Linked DNA regions of Bicyclus anynana: region 1 is linked to region 2. Evidence: chromatin contacts called from public Hi-C data. All regions are on one chromosome and are shown on one strand. The core of a region is the stretch at or near the end of the contact, and the rest is flanking DNA. Distances in the headings are between cores, read along the strand shown. Region 1 overlaps LOC112043399 (frizzled-2). Region 2 holds the start of LOC112043414 (probable small nuclear ribonucleoprotein E).

Region 1 (5,088 bases), core at 103-2,602, 290 kb before region 2:
TCTGTGCTCGTATGAATTCTCCTTAAGAAAGTAACGTTTTCATAAGATCAACAGTATTGTATCAAACTTTTTTAAAGATAATTCAAATAGCAAGTTAACTACCAGATCAAGTTAAATTACTAATGTGCATGTTTTCTAACCTAGAGCGTTGGTATTGACCAGGTAATAGCACTTAATGTCTTCTTCCGTCAAGTTCACCCTACAGCGGCGAGTTCCGTGGTATTAACTAGTTAATTGTCAATAAAATAAATGGTTAGATAAGTGCTGAAGTTTCAATTCGCTTTACAAGTTCACAGTCACAGGAGGTAGTCCACTTCTACAGGTAGATCTTACATATTACACGGTCAAGCCTCGACTGTTTATGACATTCAAGTCGGGATGATGGTGTAATGATGTCTAATGTATATTGTTCTGTCTTGCTACGATTTCAATGTCATACACAGTCAGGGCTCGGATTGTTGGAGGTGGTGTTATATTCCTAGATTTACGAGCATATATTTGTATTAGATGATGGAAATAGACACTAAGCACTTCACAGTTTACAAAAATAGAAAACAAATTGTGCATAGTCTATGACACGGCATCAGCTTTTCACAAAGCACTCTCTATGACACTACGAATTTGGAAAGTTCGAGAAGCGATGCGGGCTCGGACGCCACCGCCGCACTTACACTATTACGTATATGCGTATGCGTGTTCACGCTAGGACTAGACACAGTTCGGGGCGCTGGCACTGGCGCTCACACGGGCCCGTAGTCGGACAGCGGCTGCGCCGAGCGCGCGGAGGGCGCGGAGGGCGCGGGGGCGGGCGGGGCGGGCGGGGCGGGCGGCCCCGCGTCGCGTCACACGGCGCCCTTGACCAGCGCGCGCTGCGCGGGCGGCGGCGCGCGCCCCCCGCGCCACACGCGGCGCCACGACTCCAGCGTCTTGCCCGACCAGATCCACACGCCCGACGTGATGCCCACGGCCAGCGCCATGAAGTACTTGAGCATGAGCGCCGAGTAGACGGGGCGCGGGCCGCACGCCGCGCCGCACGCCACGCGCCGCAGCCAGCGCTCGCGCCCGCCCGCCTCGTACGCCAGGCAGCCGATCACCACGCCGGCCGGCACGGCGTACAGCACGCTGAACACGCCGATGCGGATCATGAGCTTCTCCAGCTTGTCGGCCTTGGAGCCCGCGCCCGCGCCGCCCTGCCGCTTGATGACGCTGCGGATGCGGAACAGCGACACGAAGCCGGCCAGCAGGAAGGAGGCGCCCAGCGCGAAGTACACCACGAGCGGCGCCAGCACGTAGCGCCGCAGGTGCTCGGGCGACGAGTTGCCCACGTAGCACACGCCGGCCACGGGGTCGCCGTCCACGGCGCCCGCCAGCAGCACGGCCACGGTCTTGGCGGCCGGCACCAGCCACGCCGCCAGGTGGTAGTACTGCGCGTGCCCGGCGATGGCCTCGTTGCCCCACTTGAGCCCGGCGGCCAGGAACCACGCGAACGACAGCACCACCCACCAGATGGACGACGCCATGCCGAAGAAGTACACCAGCACGAACACCAGCGTGCAGGCGCCGGGCCCGCCCGCCGACGTCCGCAGCAGCGGCCCGTCACACGCCACGGCCTCGTGGCCCAGCGCCAGGCGCGCCAGGTAGCCCAGCGCCACCATGAAGTAGCAGGCCGACAGGTACACGATGGGCCGCTCGGGGTACTTGAAGCGCTGCGAGTCGATGGCGAAGGTGGTGAGCGTCATGAGCGTGGAGGCGGCGCACAGGCCGGCCCACAGCGCGACCCACACGGCGGCGAACTCCTTCTCCTCGCGCGAGAAGAAGGCGCCGCGGCACGGCAGGCCGCAGGCGGGCGCCGGCACGCCGGGCGCGCTGGCGTTGCGCGCGCGCAGCGCCACGAGCGGCGGGCGGCACGCGCACGCGCACTCGGCGGCGCCCGGCGCGGCGTCCCCCGGCGCGGCGTGTCCCGGCGCGCGCGCGGCAGCCGGGCCGTCGCAGTTTTTTGCGTCCTTGCAGGGCTTGGCGGGGCGGCGCGGCGGCGCGCGCGGCGGCTCGGGCTCGGCGGCGCGCTCGCTCTCCTCCATGCACAGGCGCTCGGGGTCGCCGAAGCGCGGCAGGCGCTCGCACGCCATGCGCTCGGGCCACTGGAAGCCGTACTTCTGCATGAGCGGCGCGCAGCCGGCGCGCGCGCGCTCGCACACGCTGCGGCACGCGGGCAGCGGCTTGGCGTACTCCTCGATGCAGATGGGCGTGTACACGGAGCACAGGAAGAACTTCAGGTCGGCCGAGCACTTGATCTCCACGAGCGGCCAGTACTGGTGCACTTCCAGCCCCGCCTCCTCCTGCGTGTCGTGGTCCAGCGCGTTGGGGAACGCCGTCAGGTTGTAGCCGATGCCGCGGCACATGGGGATGGTGATCTCCTCGCAGCGCGGCTGCGGCGCGTGCGCCCCCGCCGCCAGCGCCCACGCGCACGCCCACGCCCACGCCCACGCCCACAGCGCACGGTGCATGCTGGACGCGTTACGCTTGCCGCATCTGAAACGAAACAAATAACATTTCAAGATTTTATACATTGCAACTCTATTCTAAGACTAAGCATCGCGGGACGACTTGTGAGCGCTCGCGAAAGTAAAGCACGTCGCAACAGAATAAAAATATCAATTAATTTTAAACAACTGAGAAGAGTACATAACTAGTAACGAGAATGTTAAGAGTTAGTCTTCGAGACTTGAATCAATGTTATGCGTTGAAGTTATACGTAGTAACAAAAATACGAATAGAACAGTGCGATTGTTTAGTGCACGGAATCAACAGTTAAACATGTTGCGGGCTCCGGCACCGGGTTGAACTTCGTTAGCATTCATTAGTCACATTCAATATTAGCTTAGCCGAGATGAATCAGTAACTAAGATTAATAACGCAATACACAACGGTACATAAGTATACGGTAAGTACCTACTCTATATGGTGTTACAAAACTCAAATCAGTACAAGTGAACATACTCTACTCGTATCGTGTCTACAGACGTTTCTTACTTGTATTTAGGGTTTTGATAAAACTAAAGTCATATAGCTCATAGCTCAAAACGATTTCGATAAGAAAGCCGCAGGTTTATATCATCAAAACATCATCATCATTAACCACGTCTGGACATATGGCTCTTGCATATGTATACCTTCCAAACACCACGGTCTCGAGCCGCCAGTACCCAGCGGCTCCCTGCAACCCGCTTGATGTCCTCAGTACACCTAGTGGGGGGTCGACCAACACATCGCTTTCCGCTGCGAGGTCAAAATTCCAGCACCTTGAGACATCCATTGGCTTTTCGAACTACGGATACCTACATACCGACGTCCTTATATACGAGTAGGACAAATGGTTAAAAATATTTTACGAACCTCGTAAGAATCGACGCGAACTATAGTCGCATCGAGAGAACCTATTCTTTATTTAGAACTATAAACTTAACAAACACAAACAATGATTGAGGAAACATCAACAAACGGAAGTTCGTTGAACTAAAGGTGGGAATAACTTTAAGTTACATTATTTATTTTAGTTCGAACGTGTGCCTGTATATATATAGCAATAGCCTTAACTCATGAAAAATAACAATTTATATACCAAAACATTCTTCAAGATAAAGGGAATAAGAGCTTTATTTGTATTCTCGTGGATAACTTCGTTTGCATTCGACGATGGCAGAAGCATGTCGCAGATGATGTGTCGACGTATATGGGACGTGGTCTCGAGTGCAACAGGTTTGCGCGTTTTTTTAATTGCATTTTGATTGCTAATTAGCAAAAATATTGGTCAACGTCGTGTGCAGGCGTGCGGTGGAGTAATAAAATTATGACATTCGATATGCTCGCTAGTAGTTTTTTGCAAAAGTTAGTGGTTAGTTGGAGGTTTACTGAGTATTTCTTTTGCAACTAAAACAGACACTTCTGAAGGTTCTGTTTTAAACAGCATATTATATAGGTACTGAGCTGGATCCTTTTTTTTGTGCCAAATATGACATTGGTGTTGTCATGCTTACACTAATTTTGATCTTTTGGATTTGCATAAATGGTCTGGGTATCAGTCACTACTATAGTGTTAAGGTGTTAAGTGTGGCACAATTTTTGGATTAAATGATTTTTCTTTCTTTCTGTCTTTAACTATAACTTCGCTCCAAAACTGTTCCTGAATTGTCTCGCTTCATTTAGAGTTTTTTAATATAATTAATGTCGCGTGAAAGATTAATTAGAAGTGTGTTGTAGTTGTGTTTATCTTTCGATCAGTGTTTGGTAGCTCACTCATAAGTTTCGTCTTTGACATTTGATATATAGTAAGAAGTGACAAAAAGTGGTCTAACCGAAAGTTTTGTCACTTTCTTACACTTATCAGAAAACGGTGAAACTTACCCAGACTTGTAAAATACTAAAATGAAAACGCCTCTGGTCGAGTAACAGACAGTGTACGCGACTTATTTATGGACTGTGGCAATTCAGATCGGTCTGCATGTAAGTGAGTGCTTGACGTCTGTGCGTCAGCTTACATCAGTTTGTTGTGTTATAAAGATCATTTTAATGGAAATTAAACAAATTGTACTGTACAAGTTTGCAATGTTATTTGATAAAGTAGAAAACGTAGGATTTTATAGTAAAAGGTAGAGCATTTTGTGATAGAGATTGCACATGAAAACAATACTATAATTATTATTTATAGAGACAAGTTTATATGGATTTGTACAAAGTGTCTATAATAAAATATTCTTCATGCTAACGAGAAGGATACGAGGAATGGTTTTTAAAAAATAAAAACAAATAATATTAAACCGACGTTTATTAGCGTGGTGTGGTCTCGTTGTTAGGGTGTGTACTCGACGCTCATAAAGAGTACATTGATTTAGTCACGCTCGCACTCGCGCCGCACGCCGTTCAGTTATAGGCGCAGTTTATTCCGGTTCAGTGGAAACGCGTCCGTACCATACGTATAGCCATTGTCACATATAGGGTGTTTCTTTTGTTTCACATTCTAAGAAATGTTACTCACGACGATAACTTTACCACGTGGCGATTTGAATTGTATGAACTAATGAGTACAGAATT
Region 2 (4,910 bases), core at 357-2,856:
ACACCGCTTATATAACGTACTTAAAGAGGTACATTTCCCAAAAGGACTTGGGTGGAACTTAGGTGCATAAGTAAATTAGATAAGTAGCTATAACATTTCACTTTGTCAGTCTTCTCTACAAAAAATATCTGCTGGCGAAAATAAGAAAAGATGATATTTAAAAGACAAATTGAAATAGTAATTAATGATTATTATTTTTCTTCTAATAGGTGCAAAAGTTTTCAAAACACAAAACGCGGAGAAGTTTGTCGCATCCCAGGGTGTACTATAACGCCATCTGTTGGCACGCAGCCCACGCCGATACGTATGCCACATGTTCAGCCTGAAACATTTCGACTTTTTATACAGTACGTTTACACCGGAAAGGTAATTAATTTCATATTTATTTTTTAACACAATAATTTTGTACCTAAATTGATTTAGAATGTGTTTTTCTTAAACTACAAACAAAATTGGTAAACTAATATTACTTCTAACAGCGCCACCTATTGTCGAATAGATGCACATCATAATATTAAAACACAAAAGTGTTAAAAAAATGAAATCAGTTAATAACATAAATATAACTTTATCATTTTGTTAATTTGTTTTACAGCTGTTACTCCATGACTCAGGAGTGTTTGAAATGATGACGCTAGCAGCAGATTTAGGAGTAGAAGACCTTCGTGCCGCTTGTGAAGACCATGTTACTTCTACTTTAAGCGTGGAAAGTGCATGCACTTTGCTTGCTGCTGCTATGGAAATTCAAGATAGGCCAGGTAACTGTGATTTTATTATGTAACATAATTTCAACTCTCAGGTCATCGGCGATGGTGGTGTAATGGTCAGCATAGTTGCCTTCCAAGCAGTTGATCCGGGTTCGATTCCCGGCCATCGCACAGTTTTTGCTTTTTTCTTTTAATATATTTGTTTAGAAGGTAATTGTTTTTTTTTTATGTTGGTAAAACTCAAAATGGAATCAATTTAAAGTGTACTACTGTACTGGGTTTGATAGATTTCATTATATAATAATAGCGTTTTAGCACGTCCCCCCTTGGTTTTTTTATTATTTTAGCATTTTATTGTCTATTTTTGTTTTTTTTTAATAATAATGCATTTATTAATATAGGTAGCTATTCTAGCCATTATATTCTAATATATCATTATTAATGATACATGTATCCTAATGCCACAACGAAGTAATCCAAAATAATACCTACTTAAAAATATTATAGGTACCTAAAAATTTTTAGTGTTTAAAATATTTTCTACAAAATTTAAAACGTTTAGCTTGATCATGACCTCGAGGCTCGAAAAATGGAAAAAAATTTAAAAAATCAGTCAATTTATTTCTTTGTAAACAGCTCCGAGTTCTACTAAGCTTAATATGCCGCCCCCAATCTTTATGTTTGATTGTTGTCGAACAGGTTTTACGCTGCTGCTTCTGTAATAATAAAATTAAAAAGAAAATATATTAATTTATTGAAAATCATATCATAAGTCATCAGTGTTATAAATTCAAACTTGAATAGTCCATTTTTTGTCTATGCCCACTCATTTACAATGATTTTGAATCTGCTGAGTTTGACATCTACTTTCTTTAATCTACTGTGTTCGTTGTCTATGACTATTTTTGACGTAATCGAGAAAAACGACGCCGGTTTGGCTTTGGCGGCTTTTGTTTTATTGAATTTATAGTTTTCGTAAAAGATCACAACTTTAAAATGGCTTACAAAGGCCCCCCGAAAGTGCAAAAGGTGATGGTACAACCCATCAACCTTATCTTCAGATATCTGCAGAACAGGAGCCGTGTGCAAATTTGGCTGTACGAAAATGTGAACTTGAGGATCGAGGGACACATCGTAGGATTCGACGAATACATGAACATTGTGTTGGATGAGGCCGAAGAAGTGCACATGAAAACGAAAAACCGCAAGCAGATCGGACGTATTATGATGAAAGGAGACAACATAACGCTTATTCAAAATGTCAACCCAAACGCGACGACTGTGTGAAATTAGGTTAAAATCTAAACATTCCTAGTTAATAAGTGTGACGGTCTGCGTTTGTGACTTGTGACGGTGTCTCGGTCGTAATCTAATCTAATTTTTCATTAAAACTTAAGATCAAACATTGGCTTTTATTTTATAACCTCAAACTCAAACATATTCTAAACTTACCCTTAGATGTACTACAAGTTTAGAACATGAATTATTTTGACAACTAAACATAATATAAAGTATTAGTGGCCTTAAATGCAAGTTAAAAAGATAATTTAAGTAATTTGTATGATTAGCTAATTTTAAAAGCCAAGTTGTATGTCAGTTATACATTGTAATGATAGGTTCTCTTGTGTTAGCTGTAAGAGATCTATGGCTCTTTGTAGAACAGTACATTGGTGTAAAGGACATTGATGGCTAGAACTTATTTTATATAAATGCTTAAGAACTGTTTGATCTTGTGCTATTCTACCATGACGTACATACATGACTGCGAGGCAGGCTATGTCGTCAATAGTTCTCAGATGCGTTCTAAACTGTTTAGTTCCTCTTTTCTTATATGCACTGCTAAGATGTGGAATGCACAATCTGTTTTCCCCACCACCTAAAATATTATAAAGAATATAGTTAAGTAAAAGTTAAGAGTGAATAGGCATCTTCTAGGCAAGTACAATCCACTGTAGGCTGCATCATCGCTTGCCATCAGGCATGATTGCAGCTTAGCTTATACAATAAAAAATGTTAGTCAAACCACATTAAAAATCAATTTTTGAATTGTTCAATTCTATTAACACACACAAACAGAAAGAGTTCTACATTCCTTGTAACATTTGTAACTTTATATGATAGTGTGATACGAGGTAGTGGGATAGTAATACTGCTTTAGTGTTGAGTTATTAAATTGTAAAGTGTTCAGAAACACCTGAGTTCTGTGTCTATGTGTGCTCTTAAATCCTCTGAGATTCATTAGGTTGGTGGTAAAGGGGTCAGACTCATCACTGAGAAGTTGTAGTGTGATCCCCGCCAGCTAGGTTATTGTTGTACCCAGGTAACAAAAAAACGAAAAAAGGTCCTAACAATTCAGGCAGCAATTAAAAACATTCAATGAAATTGTTCAAATGTAACGAACAAGTAAGATGTAGAATCCAGAAGTATAATACCTAGAACAGGTTAAGCAAGTTACTGGATTACATACAGCAGTGACACTTTGGTAAGTTGAACTTCACATGAAAATAATATGCTGAGTTAGATACAGTTCCAAATTTGTTTGTGGGGCTTGGATTTTAATTGGATGTTCAAGTAGCAAAATTATTTACACAAAATTATTCACATTTATGATAGACAGGTGTGAACAGCTTCATATTTAATGTTCTGCACTGGGACGTCAGATTAAAATTCAAGACCAATAACCAACAAATGGGAAAATGTCCCTAGAGAGTTTATATAATAGTGTTTGTTACCCATCTCAGGAAGGGTCTGAATCAATGGGTGATAAAGAGAGCTAAGATAGGAGTCATTGGATTATATCAGAAATGAGGAAATCTGCAGATGAAAGTTACTGGCACATTGAGTTGTATAACTAATTATTGAGGGCAGGATGCCACGTCCGTGCAGTCCTCGGGTGCTGAAATAGTAATCTTAGACTAGACAGCAAACAGTTAGGTGACCAATGACATCACAGCAAGCAGTGTTAGCTACTGGATGTGGCTCAACACTTGTCTGATTGTCTTGGAATGTACTAGAGACCAATATCAATAGCTGTGGACGTTTATCAGCTTTTTATAATCTCTAGTTTTATGTACCACACTGTCCTTTTGCTTAACTTGCAGGTGGTAAGAGTGCCTCGTCGTTCATGGAGCGCTGCATCTCTTTTGTGGGAGACAATGCTGCCGACTGCATCAAGACCAACGCCTTCCTCAACCTGCCCAAGGAAGCTCTCATCAAGCTGATATCATCAGATTTTGTTAGTATTTAATTATAAATATGCCTTTTAAAATATATGCATGCCTTCTTACATATTATAACTTACACTCTGTAACCTATGCTTATTTAATGTGTTACCTATCTATCTATACTTCTATACTTAATATTATAAAGAGGAAAGATTTTATAGTTTGTTCGTCTGTTTGCATTGAATAGGCTCCGAAACTACTGGGCCGATTTGGAAAGTTTCATCAATGCTGGAAAACTACACAATTCCCAGGTGCTATACAGGCTATATCTTATCCTCGTATTCCTACGGAAACGGGAACTAACGGGTCAACATCTGCATAAATTAGGTATAAATAAAATATTTGGTGGTTCTTCCAGCTGAGTTTAGAAGAGGAGGAGGTGTGGCGCTGCGCGCTGGCGTGGGCCAAGCAGCGCGCCGGCGTGACGCAGCCCACGGCGCACTGGACGGAGGAGGAGCGCGCGCGCGTGTGCCACCACCTCGCGCCGCTCATGCAGCACGTGCGCCTGCTGCTCATCGGTGAGTGTACCGCGCACTGGACGGAGGAGGAGCGCGCGCGCGTGTGCCATCACCTCGCGCCGCTCATGCAGCACGTGCGCCTGCTGCTCATCGGTGAGTGTACCGCGCACTGGACGGAGGAGGAGCGCGCGCGCGTGTGCCACCACCTCGCGCCGCTCATGCAGCACGTGCGCCTGCTGCTCATCGGTGAGTGTACCGCGCACTGGACGGAGGAGGAGCGCGCGCGCGTGTGCCATCACCTCGCGCCGCTCATGCAGCACGTGCGCCTGCTGCTCATCGGTGAGTGTACCGCGCACTGGACGGAGGAGGTGCGCGCGCGCGTGTGCCACCACCTCGCGCCGCTCATGCAGCACGTGCGCCTGCTGCTCATCGGTGAGTGTACCGCGCACTGGACGGAGGAGGAGCGTGTGCCACCACCTCGCGCCGCTCATGCAGCACGTGCGCCTGCTGCTCATCGGTGA

Evidence for each region. Hi-C and Micro-C count contacts between places; a contact is called where the count stands out from the background.
Region 1: a contact with region 2 is called in a Hi-C map of whole body, with 6 times the contacts expected there. The contact joins the enhancer-like site here to the promoter of LOC112043414 in region 2. A contact is called at or near these places in 2 of 2 Hi-C or Micro-C datasets (whole body and whole larva).

The regions. Positions count from the first base shown.
Region 1 is chr15:608,410-613,497 of ilBicAnyn1.1, reverse strand. It overlaps LOC112043399 (frizzled-2), which reads right to left. Exons shown (of 2, transcript XM_052885856.1): 2 at 1-2,529. The coding sequence starts at 2,504. The coding sequence ends at 843. Among protein-coding and RNA genes, the nearest start is that of LOC112043417, 16 kb to the left of the region's middle. Within about 2 kb of position 1,352, at least 8 of the 8 cell types and tissues checked have open chromatin away from gene starts, as enhancers often do.
Region 2 is chr15:320,439-325,348 of ilBicAnyn1.1, reverse strand. LOC112043414 (probable small nuclear ribonucleoprotein E) reads left to right here and starts at 1,606. Exons shown (of 1, transcript XM_024078816.2): 1 at 1,606-2,110. The coding sequence starts at 1,704. The coding sequence ends at 1,994. LOC112043413 (BTB/POZ domain-containing protein 19) reads left to right here. Exons shown (of 10, transcript XM_024078814.2): 2 at 210-366; 3 at 596-758; 4 at 3,809-3,942; 5 at 4,290-4,449. Trnag-ucc (transfer RNA glycine (anticodon UCC)) reads left to right here and starts at 807; the gene lies at 807-878.